3 separate regions of the Mus musculus genome follow, and all the other regions are linked to region 1. The links are chromatin contacts, called in public HiChIP or PLAC-seq and capture Hi-C maps. All regions are on one chromosome and are shown on one strand. The core of a region is the stretch at or near the end of the contact, and the rest is flanking DNA. Distances in the headings are between cores, read along the strand shown.

Region 1 (4,049 bases), core at 484-2,983:
TTCCGGATCTGGTAGATATAAAAATTCAGCGGCGGTCCAGTTCTTTATAAAGTGGTGTATCGTTTGCATTTACCATACAGACAGCTGTAGATTATATAAAATACCCAAAATAAAATACCAGAGAAGCATTAAGTAACTGCATCCTCTACTCTAGTATTTAGGAGAGAATTACAAGAGAAGGAAAGTTTCTAGTGTTCAGTGTAGATACCTTTGTAGTTTGTAGTGACAGGTATTGAATCCCAGGGCTCCCATGTCTAGGGAGACATTCTACCTCAAAACCGCATGCTGAGCCCCAGCCCCACCCTCCCTTATGTGCTTTCCAGCCAGGATTGGTTGAATCCATGGAATCCGAACCTACAGATACATAGTTTCAGCTTATACCTTTAAAGGTAACATAGTTTATTGGATACATGACAGATGTGCTTTGAGAATTTCTTTTAATATGTTAACTGAAGAATAAATTAGGTGACATATCTTTGGTCAAAATGAAAACATTGCTGGTTTGTTTCTTATTTTTTTTTTCTTCCCCTTTTTAATTTTGGAAGTTCTAGTGTTTGGAACATCTCTTTGCATTTCTTTTCGTTTTAAAAGTAGAATAGCACTGAAAGAATTTGGGGGATATTATGGAATGTAGGATTGCTTAAGGACAGTGGGGGAGCAGCAGGTGACAGGATTTAGGAGAGGGCTGATGCTTTCTTTCTGTGTGATGGGGTGGTCTGCCTCGGGTCAGTCACAGTGGATCCACAGGGTACCTAGTCTAGCTGAAGTATATCCTCAAAACCTACTCGGGAAAGAAAAATTTGGATTAGTAGTTAGTTGTGCAACAGTGTTAATGGGAATTGTCTCATAATATCCACTGTGTTCCCCACCTCCTTCTCCACAGACACCCAGATTAACATCTGACTCACGGAGTAAATAAATAAGATCAGCTACGCCCAGCTTGTCTTGGGTTACATAAGCATGCTGGGCTGGCATAGGTGTTCTAGAGCCTCTCAGAAGGAGATGGGGAGGCTGGGGAAGGCATGGCTGCTACGGAGAGTGCTTCAAGCCATGAGGTCGGTCACTGGCATGTACCCATGTGCTGTGACAGGGCTGTAGTCACGCTATCCTTTGCATTGAAGAGGGCGCCTTGCTTGGAATCAGTTGCTTGGAGGCGAGCTGTGTATCTTTAAAGAAAGATCCTGACTTCCTCTCTGTGGATTTTCATATATTTTGACTTCTTCTCATCTTTACTAGTTTTCTCTTCCCTCTGCTGGGGATCAGCCGTAAGGCTTGACACACAGGAGGAAAATTCCATAAGGGATATTTCCATTATTGTGATTATGATTATTAATTATTGATTATTGTTAAAGGAAGGAGATCTGTACTCTAGCCTCTCTTCTTGGTAGTCTGGTTGATGACCAGTTTAGCCAGACTTTACCCCAGAGTATACTTGTCATTTTGCATATTCTGAGTCACGTGTCTGAGAAGCAGCTCTCCTTTAGGAAGCACAATTGTAATGGAAACATTGTTTACACCCCTGCATCTAATTGTTCCTGGGTTCCTCCCAAGCAGTCTATGGGGTGAGTTGATGACCCAGGTCCCCCCCTCCCCCTTTTTGAATATTTTCTCCTCCTGATGGTTAGTTTCGGCAAGTCTGTGGGACAGATTTTTGATAAATGTTTGATGTGAAAGGCCCAGCCAACCAAAGATGATGTCACCTTTGTTGGTCCAGAGTCTAATGAGAAACTGGGTCGAGCAAGCTAAGAACAGGCCAGTAAGCAGCAGGCCTCTATGGAAGAGTCTCTGCTTCAGTGCCTGCTTTGGCTTCCCTCAGGGAGGCCCTACCCATACACATAAGTAGTAAAAATGCACTAGACAAGGTCCCTCTCTGGGAGGAGGCCCCCCCCCCCCAGGTCTCTGTGGGAGGTCTCTGCAGGGGACCAGTCTCTGGCTGGAAGCATCAGGGAAAAGGAAGCTGCGGTTGAAACTCTCCACACACTGACATTTGTCAGCATTTGCTCAGGCCAGGGGAACAAAAGTTTCCCTCATCTTGACCCGGGAAGGCACTGGGGTCCTGGACGTGGCCATGCTAGGTCAAACACTCTACATTGTCCCTGGACTTCATCTGCTTTGCACAGGGAAACATTATGGGAATATAAAATCAAATGAACTGCTTGAGGAAAGGGTGAGTGTAAATAGCAAGTGTGTGTATGAGGGGCGTTGTATAGTGTGCCTGTGGGTCCATAGCAGTCGGCTCCTGTCTGTACTGCACATGTGAGCGCAGGGTTCTCCCTGAGGGCAGGGTGAGTGGGTGACACACCTTTACTACCACCCGTGTTTATTAAGAGACCACTTAATATGCTGAAACTCTAAAGTCCATTGGATGCTGTTCCACACACGAGTGCGAGCCCTGTCTGCCCATTTAGATTATGAAGAATTAGCGCACAGCAGCCTCTGCTCCCAAATGTCCTTGGCTTCCTGCCTCACTGCTGTTTGGAGTTCTGGATTCAGCTTGTTACACTTGTCCCACAGCTCTGGCCTCTCGGGGCCTCGGGCAAATACACATACTTTCCTCTCCAAATCTTGGCTACTTGGTATTTATTGCTTATACCGTAGAGGACCTCATTTCCTGTTGGTTCTTTAGATGGGTATCATGCTAATAAAGAAAGCCAGGGACCAGAACAACTACAGCAGGACTATTCTTGTGAGAAAATAGAATTTTGATAAAAATGGTGGGAATTCCATTTAAAGGTACTCGTGGGCTTAGAAGTCTAATGAGTTTTAGTTATTTATTCATATATTTGTTTTATTTTATTTATTTGACACAGGCTCTCACTATGTAGCGTACTGGCCTGGAATGAATTCTCTATGTAGACCAGGCTGGTCTCAAGCTCACAGAGACCCTATCTCTGCCTCCAGAGTGCTGGGATGAAAGGAGTGAGCCACCATGCTGCAATAAAAAGACGTCAGCATTGATGCACAGAGACATTGATTTCTGTGTGTACATTATCTTATCACGTTTACCTTGTCGGTTCTGTGTCATGATTTCTGCTAAAACTTAGATATCAGACCGTCATCTCAATATTCAACAGTAGAATCTTTTTTTTTACAAAATGTAATGTAGTTATATTCTCTCTCTCTCTCACACACACACACACACACACACACACCACTTTTTTCCCCTCTTTATTTATAAGCTATAGTCTAGTGGTTGAAAAATAATATAACTTGTCCTGGAAACACCCAGCAATCCCTCTTGTATCATGTCATTGTTTTAATCATGAAGAATTTCAGTTTCACACCATTTAGAATGTTTTCTTTTCCTTTCTGTTTATCTAGTTGTTGTATTTCTAAATTTTGCATGTTTTCTTTTCATGACAACTTCAATTTATTTGTTTTTGGCCAAAGTTTCATAGCTGGTGAGATGGCTGGTGGTACACAGGATGGGTCAGACTGAGGGATGTGTGTTACAGCCAATGTAGCCAAGTGCAGGTGCTAAGGGGGCCTCCTTGGTACGCCATGCCAGAGGCAAACCAGCGAGAATGGTGCAGTCAGCTTCTTGTTCTTGGGAAATCAGGTGAGGACACATGGAGTGTCTCTATAGTGGCCACTAGCTAGCTTTTTCTATATCATGGGCTCTGGGTTATGGCTTGCAACCACTCTTTAGGTTTAGGACTGGTAATTGAAAGTCAAATTGGTCCTAGTCTTTGGAATGGTTGAGACAGAGACTAGAGTAGAGCCTGCAGAAAACAAGTGAACAAACAAACAAAACAAAACAAAACAAAACAAGCTAACAACAAAAAAACCAACCAACCAACCAACCAACCAACCAAACCCTCCAGAAGTTTGCTTCTAATGACTTAGCTCTGAACAGGGTTAGGGTAGTGAAGGAGGAACAGATAGCAACAATGTAACAATGTAACAGAGCTAGGAGCGGGGAGGAGGAGACTCTCACAGCAGGATGCCTGTCCAGGTTGCCATTCTTTTCTGTAAAGTGCGGGTTCAGGGTAAGATCAACCCTGAGTTAATCAGTGACCACCCTTTGGCATCACGAGACTGCCCAGAGT
Region 2 (4,049 bases), core at 699-3,198, 1.7 Mb before region 1:
TGGAACAATAGAACCAAGGTTCAAATCCCCATGCTCTGGCAGCTTTAACTATTTTATAAGAGGTACCTTAATCTCGGGCTGTATGCCAAGGGATCCTGAGGCAGCGTGATACATAAGGATACTTTCACAAGTAAATTATGTAATACAAAGGAAACAAATGATCTAGAAGAGTATCTACTAAAATACACCATTGACAAGGTAAGGACATAATAGTTTGGTTTGGTGGTGTTGAGACTGTTTCTCTGTGTAACAAACAACAGCTCTGGCTGTCCTGGAACTCTCCTTGTAGACCAGGCTTTCCCCAGAACTCACAGAGATCGCCCTGCCTCTGCCTTCTGAATGCTGGGATTAAAAGGTGAGCAAGGCTTTCCCCAGAACTCAGAGATCCTCCTGCCTCTGCCTTCTGAGTGCTGGGATTAAAGGCAAGTGCTGGGATTAAAGGCATGGGCAACCATATCCAGCTATAACATATTTTAATTACTAGCCATGAACGACAAACAGTTCCTTAATTTCAAGCAAATGGGAAACGTTAGAGATTGAAGACATCTGCAGTCACTGTAATATGAAAATCTACAGGTTCTGTTTGTGCTAAAAGCTAACGGTTGCTTTTTAGTTAAGATTTAGCAGAAGTTTGAGGTGCAACTTCTGTTCCCCTACTCCTCTGTCCCGTTAGGAACCCCTTCCTTCCAACACTCAATAAGATGAAGACACAACTAAGCCAAGTTGAGAGGATTAAACTTGTTTTTAAAGTAAGACACACTTAGAAGGTTTTCTGTTTAGAGAAGTTCCTTCTAGGAAGTTTTATCTCTTAGAAAAATTCAAGTTCTATCTACTCAGTCTCTAACGTTTACAAATCTACTGTTCTCCATGATCTTTAGACCTAAAATTACTAAAATTACCTCAGCTCAGCGTCCAGATATGTTACCAAATCACTATCCTAAATCAAGTATTAAGGCTAAAGAACATTTCCATAATTGTAAACTTGTGCAATCACACTGCCTTCTGGCATAAGTTTTGAAAAGGTTCGACGGGTCCTGTTTTCCGTAACCAACAGCTGTAGAGACCGAAGCGCGATGACACCCAACAGCCTCAATCTTGGGCACCGGTGTACGGCCAAGTTTTAAGGCTCCTTTCAAAACCTTCAAACCCGGGAGAAGGCAAGACTCGGTCCTTGCAGTACAGGGCACTCCCCTGACAGCAACTGCGGGTCATTAGCCAGGCTCCCCTTCACCAACCCAGCGCATTCCGGCCTTTGCCTACTCAGCAGATTCACTCTGACTGTGCCGTTTTATGTGGAATCGTACATTCTAGCAGGAAAAAAAAAAAAAAAAAAAAAAAAAAAAAAAAAAAACTATATTACTCACCAGGCTCCACCACTCTCTCGTGGGAGAATCCTCGTTTCCATTAAGTGCGCTTCCAAATTTCTTTGGAAGACGCCAAACCAGCAACGAGTAGAGCCGGAGGATTGTGCACAGGCACCTCAGTGAAAATCCAGGCTCCGGCAGGAGAGAAACCAACTTCACTTTCCGAAAATAACAGTTCTTCGGGCCAGAAGCGGAATCTTTAACCTTAACTTTCCGGGCGGTCCCTTTGCACTCGGTTCACACACTTTTCTACCCGACACTCAGGGATGAGATAGCAGTGATCCAGCCGCTGGCTTCCTGCGGTCCCCGCCCCCCCCCCCCGGCACTCCCACCCGCGCCGCCCTTGCCCCGGGCTCCGCGGCCACTCCCGGGTCCCAGACGCCCCCTGCGCAAGCCTCACCTGGAATGGGCTGCCATGGCTCGGCTCACACTGCCTGGCGTCCCAAATCCATCTGCGCGCTCGCCCCGCAGGCTCTCTCGCCCGCGCCGCTCTCAGCGTCGGCCGCAGCCGTCGGCGATACTGCCCCGCAGACTCTGCGCTCTCGGCAGCCGCGTCCTCAGCTCTGTGTCCTCAGCACCGCCTCCGCCCCCCGGAGCCTCGGCTCGCGCCGAGCCTGACGGACATCCGGGCACCGGGGGCAGCCGGGCGAGCCGCACCTCCCTGGAGCCCAGGGAGCGGCGATGCCCGCCGCCCCGGGGCACTGTCGGGTCACCAGAGACCAAGGGGTGCGTCCGCACCGCCCGCTGCGGGGTCCCGGCTCCCAGTTCGCCCGCACTTCGGGGGCGATGTGCGCGGCGCTGGGCTCCCCTCGAGGTGCCCGAGCTCGCCGGGACCCCCCCGCAGGCGCCGCGGTGGTACGGCCCGCCTCCTTTTAAGGGCAGCGCGCACCTCCGCCGCCGCCGCTGCCCCCAATTCGGCTGTGTTCAAACGCGCGCTACAGAGATCCCCGCGCTCGGGCTGGGACCTCAGGGTCCTGCTGCCGTGGGGATGTGCTGGGAGTGGGAGCATCGGATCACTGCCTTCGCTGCTTCTGGCCGCTGCTGCGGGGCTTGCCATCGGAAACATCAGGGATCGGCTAGCAACCCTTCTTCAACTTTGCTTTCAGTTTTGAAAGTGCCCAGAAACAAGTGTTTATACGACTTCCCTCTTCGAGGCAACATGCGATTACACAGAAGACAGCCATTCAGGGAAGTCCCCTAATAAATTAAAAGAATTGCTTCCCCTCCACCCCACCCCACCCCACCCCCCGCAAACAAAAACCATGATGCAAACCAACGTAAACGCTCGAAAGCACAATCGAAAATTGCGTCAACTCAGACACAGGAAAGACACCAGGCTTTGCCTGGGAAGCGGCTGAAAACAACGATGGGCAGAAAGGCAGGGAGAAGACTTAACAGGGGCATCCCGGAGGACCAGCCTGCTGCTGGAAGGACACTTTCTTGGTGCGCTCCGGGTTCGACCCGGGACTCACCACATTATATTGCTCATGTAACTGATTGCCCAGTTTCTAAATACCGCAAGTTTCCAGATTCCGGTAGTCCCTCTCAGAGGTCAGAACTACTTACATAAGAACACAAGACAAAGCTTGTCTTTCACTCCCCTGGCTTTAGCTCTGATGGTGGAGAACGACTGACGCCTTCGCAGGAATGAAGGCTGTGGTGGCAAGTGAGACAAGTTGCCAGACACTGCTTTCTCCACCACCTACAGTAGTAGTTTGGAGAACTCGTGTACTTTAGGAATGCCCTTGATGAACTAACTAGTCCTTTGAATTTTGACTCTGAAATGCGGGGTTTTTCCCTCTGTCTCTATGTCAGTCTCTCTGTCTCTCCTCCCTCCCTCCTCCTCCTTGTGACAAACGGGAAGTGCACAGAAAGCACTGTTCTGTTCTAAGCTCACAAGCACAGCACCAGTCCTGAAGATGAGTGTGAAGTGACTGGAGAGAGAAACCAACCAGAAACTAGCTGGTTTTTCATAGACCATGTCTCCTAGAGATAACAATTCGCACGCTTCTGACTTGGGCATCTGGCAAGTCTCTCTTCTAGGAAAACAACTTTCAGTGTTTATTGCAAAGATAAGGTTTTACCTTCAGAGCTATAGGGGAAGCTTGCTACAGGTGAGACAGTTTCCCATACTGTCAGACCAAGGTGAGAGGGAAGGACTCACTGCTTGACTTAAGGAGCAATGGGTTCCAAATGACAATATGTGATGCTACAAAAACATGCCTGAGGGCTGGAGAGAGGGCTCATCTGCTCTTCCAGAGGTCCCAGAGTCACTTTCTAGGTTCCACATTAAGTAGCATCCATGTTCCCTTAGCTGTCTTTAACTCCAGTCCCAAGGGATCAGAAGCCTTCTTCTGTTTTCAGGAATCAGGCACACATGTGGCATATAGATATACATAGACACAGAACACCCATACACATGCAAATAAGTAAATAAAAATTCAGGGGGCTGGAGAGATAGCTCAGGAGTTAAGAGCACTGACTGCTCTTCCAGAGGTCCTGAGTTCAATTTCCAGCAACCACATGGTGGCTCACAACCATCCGTAATGGGATCTGATGCCCTCTTCTGGTGTGTCTGAAGGCAACACCAACGTACTCATATAAAATAAATAAATCTTAAAAAAAAAAAATCTAGGGGGCTGGAGAGATGGCTCAGTGGGTAAGAGCACCCGACTGCTCTTCCGA
Region 3 (4,049 bases), core at 793-3,292, 1.1 Mb before region 1:
ATGAAAGTCCATTAGGTTCTGTTTGTTATGAAGCTTTCTGGTTAACAAGGAATTGCCCAGTTAGTAGAGCTGACATTTCCATAGTGTTTAAGCTTCAATGTTTCGGGTTATTTGTCAGGTGTTCCATGCCTACCATAAACGTGCCGTTACTCTCCCTGTGTACAGGAAGAGTGACATTGCTGTGTCCCATGTGCTTGTCCCTGTTGCTTGGGTCCATTAATTTAACCTACTGTGCATAGCATGCCTGTCAACTCTGTAGAGCCTGGAGCTAGCCTGTTACCTTAATTCCCATCACTTTAAGAGATCCTGGTGATGTCACACTTCTGAAATTTCAGTGTCCTAACACGTGTAGCTGTGCTAGTGATGCTTTCAGAGTTGTGTGAGAATAATGAGCACGATAGCCACACCGCCCACTGTGCCGTGATGCTGGGCTTTCACATTGTTTCTCAATGTGACCCAGTGGTCGCATTTTATTATCCATATTAAGATGTCTTCCTCTTTTCCCAGAATCTTATTTGTGTGTGAGGGGGTATGTGTGTATGTGTGCCTGTGTTTGAGTCTATGTGCATGTGTGTGAGCGCATTTGTGCACATGTATGTATGTGTGTATGTGCATGTGTGTATATGTGTGCATGTGTATGTGTGTACATGTGTATTTGCATGATTGTGTGCATTGTATGTATGTATGTATGTATGTATGTATGTGTGTATGTGTGCATGTGTGTGCAGGTATGTGTGGGTGTATGTGTGCATGTGTGTGCATGTGCATATGTGTGTGCGCGCGCACATGCACATGTTCATGTGTGTATGTATGCGTATCTATGTGAGTATGTGCGTATGTGTGTGGGTGTGTATATATATATATGAATTCTGTATTAATTGGTCAGTAGTTAATTCAGGGCCTCATACTTGAACATCAACATTCTGAAGAATACATGCAGATTCTTACATTTTACTTATCTTTTCATGTGTTCTAGTTGGCCTTTTTTTCATCATCCAGTAAAGGCAAACAGATACTTGTTTCAGCCATGAATATAGAGAATCCAATAACTTTGCTCTATTGACTAGTTATCCCTCCTATAGTAGATTTCCACAAAATTGTCCTATGAAGAAAATTTGCTTCTACCTTCTTTTAAAAACTATTTTTTATTAATAATTTGAGAATTTCATATGTGGTATTGATTTAGTCACCTCTCTAACTCCTCCCAGATCCCCTGACTCCCTACCCACCCAACTTTGCATTCTCTTTCTCTGTTTTTGAAAACCATTGAGTCCAATCTGTATTGCCCAACTGCTCTTGAGTATGGCACTGACCGTATGCTGCGTTGAACCTATGATTAAAACAAAAGCTAATTTTCTCCTTCCAGCAGCTATCGAGTGCCATTGGATCCTTTGCTGGCAAAGGAACCTTCAATTTTGAGTCCTGTGATTTTCTTTTTGAAGATCCACAATAGTATGCATCTCCATATTGATCAAGCGTCTCTAAAATGTTGAAAGGACCTTCCTATGCAATGACTGGTCCACCCAGCTCTCCATGGGACATATACCATGTCCTTGGTATGTAGCATTGAGGCTTGGTGGGACTAGGCTTCCAACGACGACCTTAGTTCTGCTTACCAAGTCAAGGCTCATTTTCCTAATCTGCACAAAGATGCTAAGAGTTGACTAATTCTGCCAGTGAGTGTTCTAACTGAGCATCCTATCAGTTACTAGCCATTAGGCACTGGGAGGCGATAGTCTTACTTTCTTGTGGGTTTTGCCTAAATACATGATTGGTAGGTTCTCTTCTTTGTAGCCGCTGTATGGTGAGTGACTACCTTGTCTGTATTATATCTAACTTCTTGCGGACAGGAGTGAAATGAAGGTTTGCTTCCCATGAAAAGTTGATCCCTCTTTGTTAACAGTAAATCATATCCTTTTTAAATTATCTAGAGGGGTTGAAAAGGGCTACTGAAAACAGCTGCTAGTGAAAGTGGCAGGAAGATCGGATAGGAATGCTAATGAGAAGCATTAGCATTTCTTCTGCCCCCTCCTCCAAGGCTCCTGCAGTTCAGTATTTCTCTTAGTCATGCTGGCTCAGAGACTTGAGATGAACCTCGAGGCAGGAGTACTCAGTAAATCGTGATCCTTTGTCTCTGGTGGGAGTTCATAGAGGTCAGAATCCAGGACCTCGCTTTCATTTACCTTTTTGTATGAGATGAGGATATTGTGACCATGTTCTAGATGTGTAATGTTGGCTGTGTTACCTAATGTTTTACTCTCATTTTCTTTTTCTTTATTTTTCATTTGTAAAATAGGAACATTAATTGTACTACTTTCAAAAGAATTAATTGAAGAAAGAGAGATACAGGGTATCTAGGCAGAGGAAGGCAGAGAGAGAGAGAGAAGTAGAGGAGGAGTTGAGGCCGGCCATGTGGAGAGAGGGAGGAATGGAATGGGGAAGGGGTGAGGGGACAGAGTAGGAGCTAGAAGGAAAGAGCAAGAGAAAAAGAGAGGGAGGAAGGGGCAAGCAGCCCCTTTTATAGTGGGTCAGGCCTACCTGGTTGTTGCCAGGTAACTGTTAGATAGTTAACTGTGTTAGACAGAATGCTAACATTCCCCCATTTTGTTTTAATTAAAAAAGAAAAAAAATGGAAGAGCAGTGATGGCAAAGCAGGAATAGGGTCGTTGTGATATCTGGCTACTTCCAGCTGGCTTTGGGAGGGCAACATGTCTCTAGGGAACCTAGAAGAATGGGTATGGGGGATGCTTGTCCAGTCTTAGGAGAGTTGGCTGTTTCCTGCTGTCCAGGGTCTGTGGAGCCATCTGAGGACAGGTCAGAGGGAACAGGTCCTGGAGCATCTGGAGTCTGCTTCTCTGGAGCTGTCCTAGATGTAGCAAGCGCCTGGACTTGACAAGATGCTGAAACACACATACGTATTTATTATAGATAGAGATTAAGTACGTTTGGAAGAAAGACATTTTTTTTCTTAAGATGTACATTTGAAAATCAGAGGAATCACCGTCTGTAATAGGTCATAAGTGGGAATTTTAGGCAGATGTACTTATCCGGATGGAGTCTATCTGGTCCATGAGAGGTGGATCTGAGTGGGTTTCCTGTAGCTCATAAGTTTACAAAAGAGATAATAACATGAGGTAACAAGTTAACATTTTGGGCATAGAGTTAGACTTGATTACTGTTTAAACATCAACCTTCTCAATGATACCACCCTTTAGAACAGTTCCTCATGTTGTGGTGGCTCCCAACCATGAAATTATTTCTGTTGCTACTTCATAACTGCAATTTTGCTACTGTTATGGATTATAATATAACTATTTGATAGCCAAACGGTCTTAGTTGACCCCCTGAGAACGGGTCATTGAAGCCCAAGGGGGTTGTGAGCCACAGGTTGAGAACCACTGGCCTAAAACATTTGCTGCCTTGGTAATTCAGTGTCCTTTGTGATCTTTTTGAAAAATTGGAAATAATTTTACAAATAGCAGTAATAATGTCTTCTTCACAGCCTTCCTAGGAGGAAGAGGTGGAAAGTGCTTGGTCTAATTTCTCATGGGATTATTAGATAATTTTGCATTCCTGAAGGCTGATTGTTAAGTAGTAATTAGAAAAAAAATGCTTGTAGAAGTTACTTTTGCGGCAGGTGATATCTGAGGTTATCACATGTGTGACCTCATTTGTGTCTTGCCAAGTCCTTGCATGCTTCACTGTAGGAGCTCTAACTAGGAGGATGAAGGAATGAGAAAGGACAGACATGTGGATACAGAAAAGATGGGATTGGGTGATCTGGATCTCACATGGGAAAGCCTCCACATCCTTGAAACTCCCAGTGTTTATTGTACACAGTTGAACAGGGGATGGGGTTATTGCATACAGTGAACAAGGAGACAGGTTTAGTTAGTCTCAGTGGGAACAGCGTGTGTAGGGTGACAGCCTTCAGGCTGTGACACCCAAGGGTAGGAAGCTAACATAGACATTTTCTGCACACACTGCCAACATTTGCACTTGTTCCCGAGGAAAGCCTTGCTATCCAGAGCCTCACCTGGGGAAGGCTT

What was found. HiChIP or PLAC-seq counts read pairs in DNA pulled down with a chosen protein or histone mark. Capture Hi-C pulls out chosen DNA fragments and counts their contacts.
Region 2: an H3K27ac HiChIP or PLAC-seq map of embryonic stem cells shows a contact between it and region 1, with 6 times the contacts expected there. The contact joins the promoter of Aff1 here to the enhancer-like site in region 1. A contact is called at or near these places in 4 of 115 datasets of contacts at active chromatin or transcription factors (embryonic forebrain, embryonic stem cells, extraembryonic endoderm stem cells and 1 more) and 1 of 9 other capture datasets (embryonic stem cells).
Region 3: a capture Hi-C map of embryonic stem cells shows a contact between it and region 1, with 2.4 times the contacts expected there. The contact joins two enhancer-like sites. A contact is called at or near these places in 1 of 115 datasets of contacts at active chromatin or transcription factors (embryonic stem cells) and 1 of 9 other capture datasets (embryonic stem cells).

What each region holds. Positions count from the first base shown.
Region 1 is chr5:102,053,090-102,057,138 of GRCm38.p6, reverse strand. The region is part of intron 1 of Wdfy3 (WD repeat and FYVE domain containing 3); the gene reads left to right. Among named protein-coding and RNA genes, the nearest start is that of Wdfy3, 15 kb to the left of the region's middle. Within about 2 kb of position 1,733, at least 106 of the 459 cell types and tissues checked have an H3K27ac peak or open chromatin away from gene starts, as enhancers often do. A contact at or near this core is called in embryonic stem cells and pancreatic cancer cells, where this site is marked.
Region 2 is chr5:103,752,061-103,756,109 of GRCm38.p6, reverse strand. It overlaps Aff1 (AF4/FMR2 family, member 1), which reads right to left and starts at 1,948. Exons shown (of 20, transcript NM_133919.4): 1 at 1,765-1,948. The coding sequence starts at 1,781.
Region 3 is chr5:103,189,779-103,193,827 of GRCm38.p6, reverse strand. The region is part of intron 2 of Mapk10 (mitogen-activated protein kinase 10); the gene reads left to right. Among named protein-coding and RNA genes, the nearest start is that of Mapk10, 20 kb to the left of the region's middle. Within about 2 kb of position 2,042, at least 29 of the 459 cell types and tissues checked have an H3K27ac peak or open chromatin away from gene starts, as enhancers often do. A contact at or near this core is called in embryonic stem cells, where this site is marked.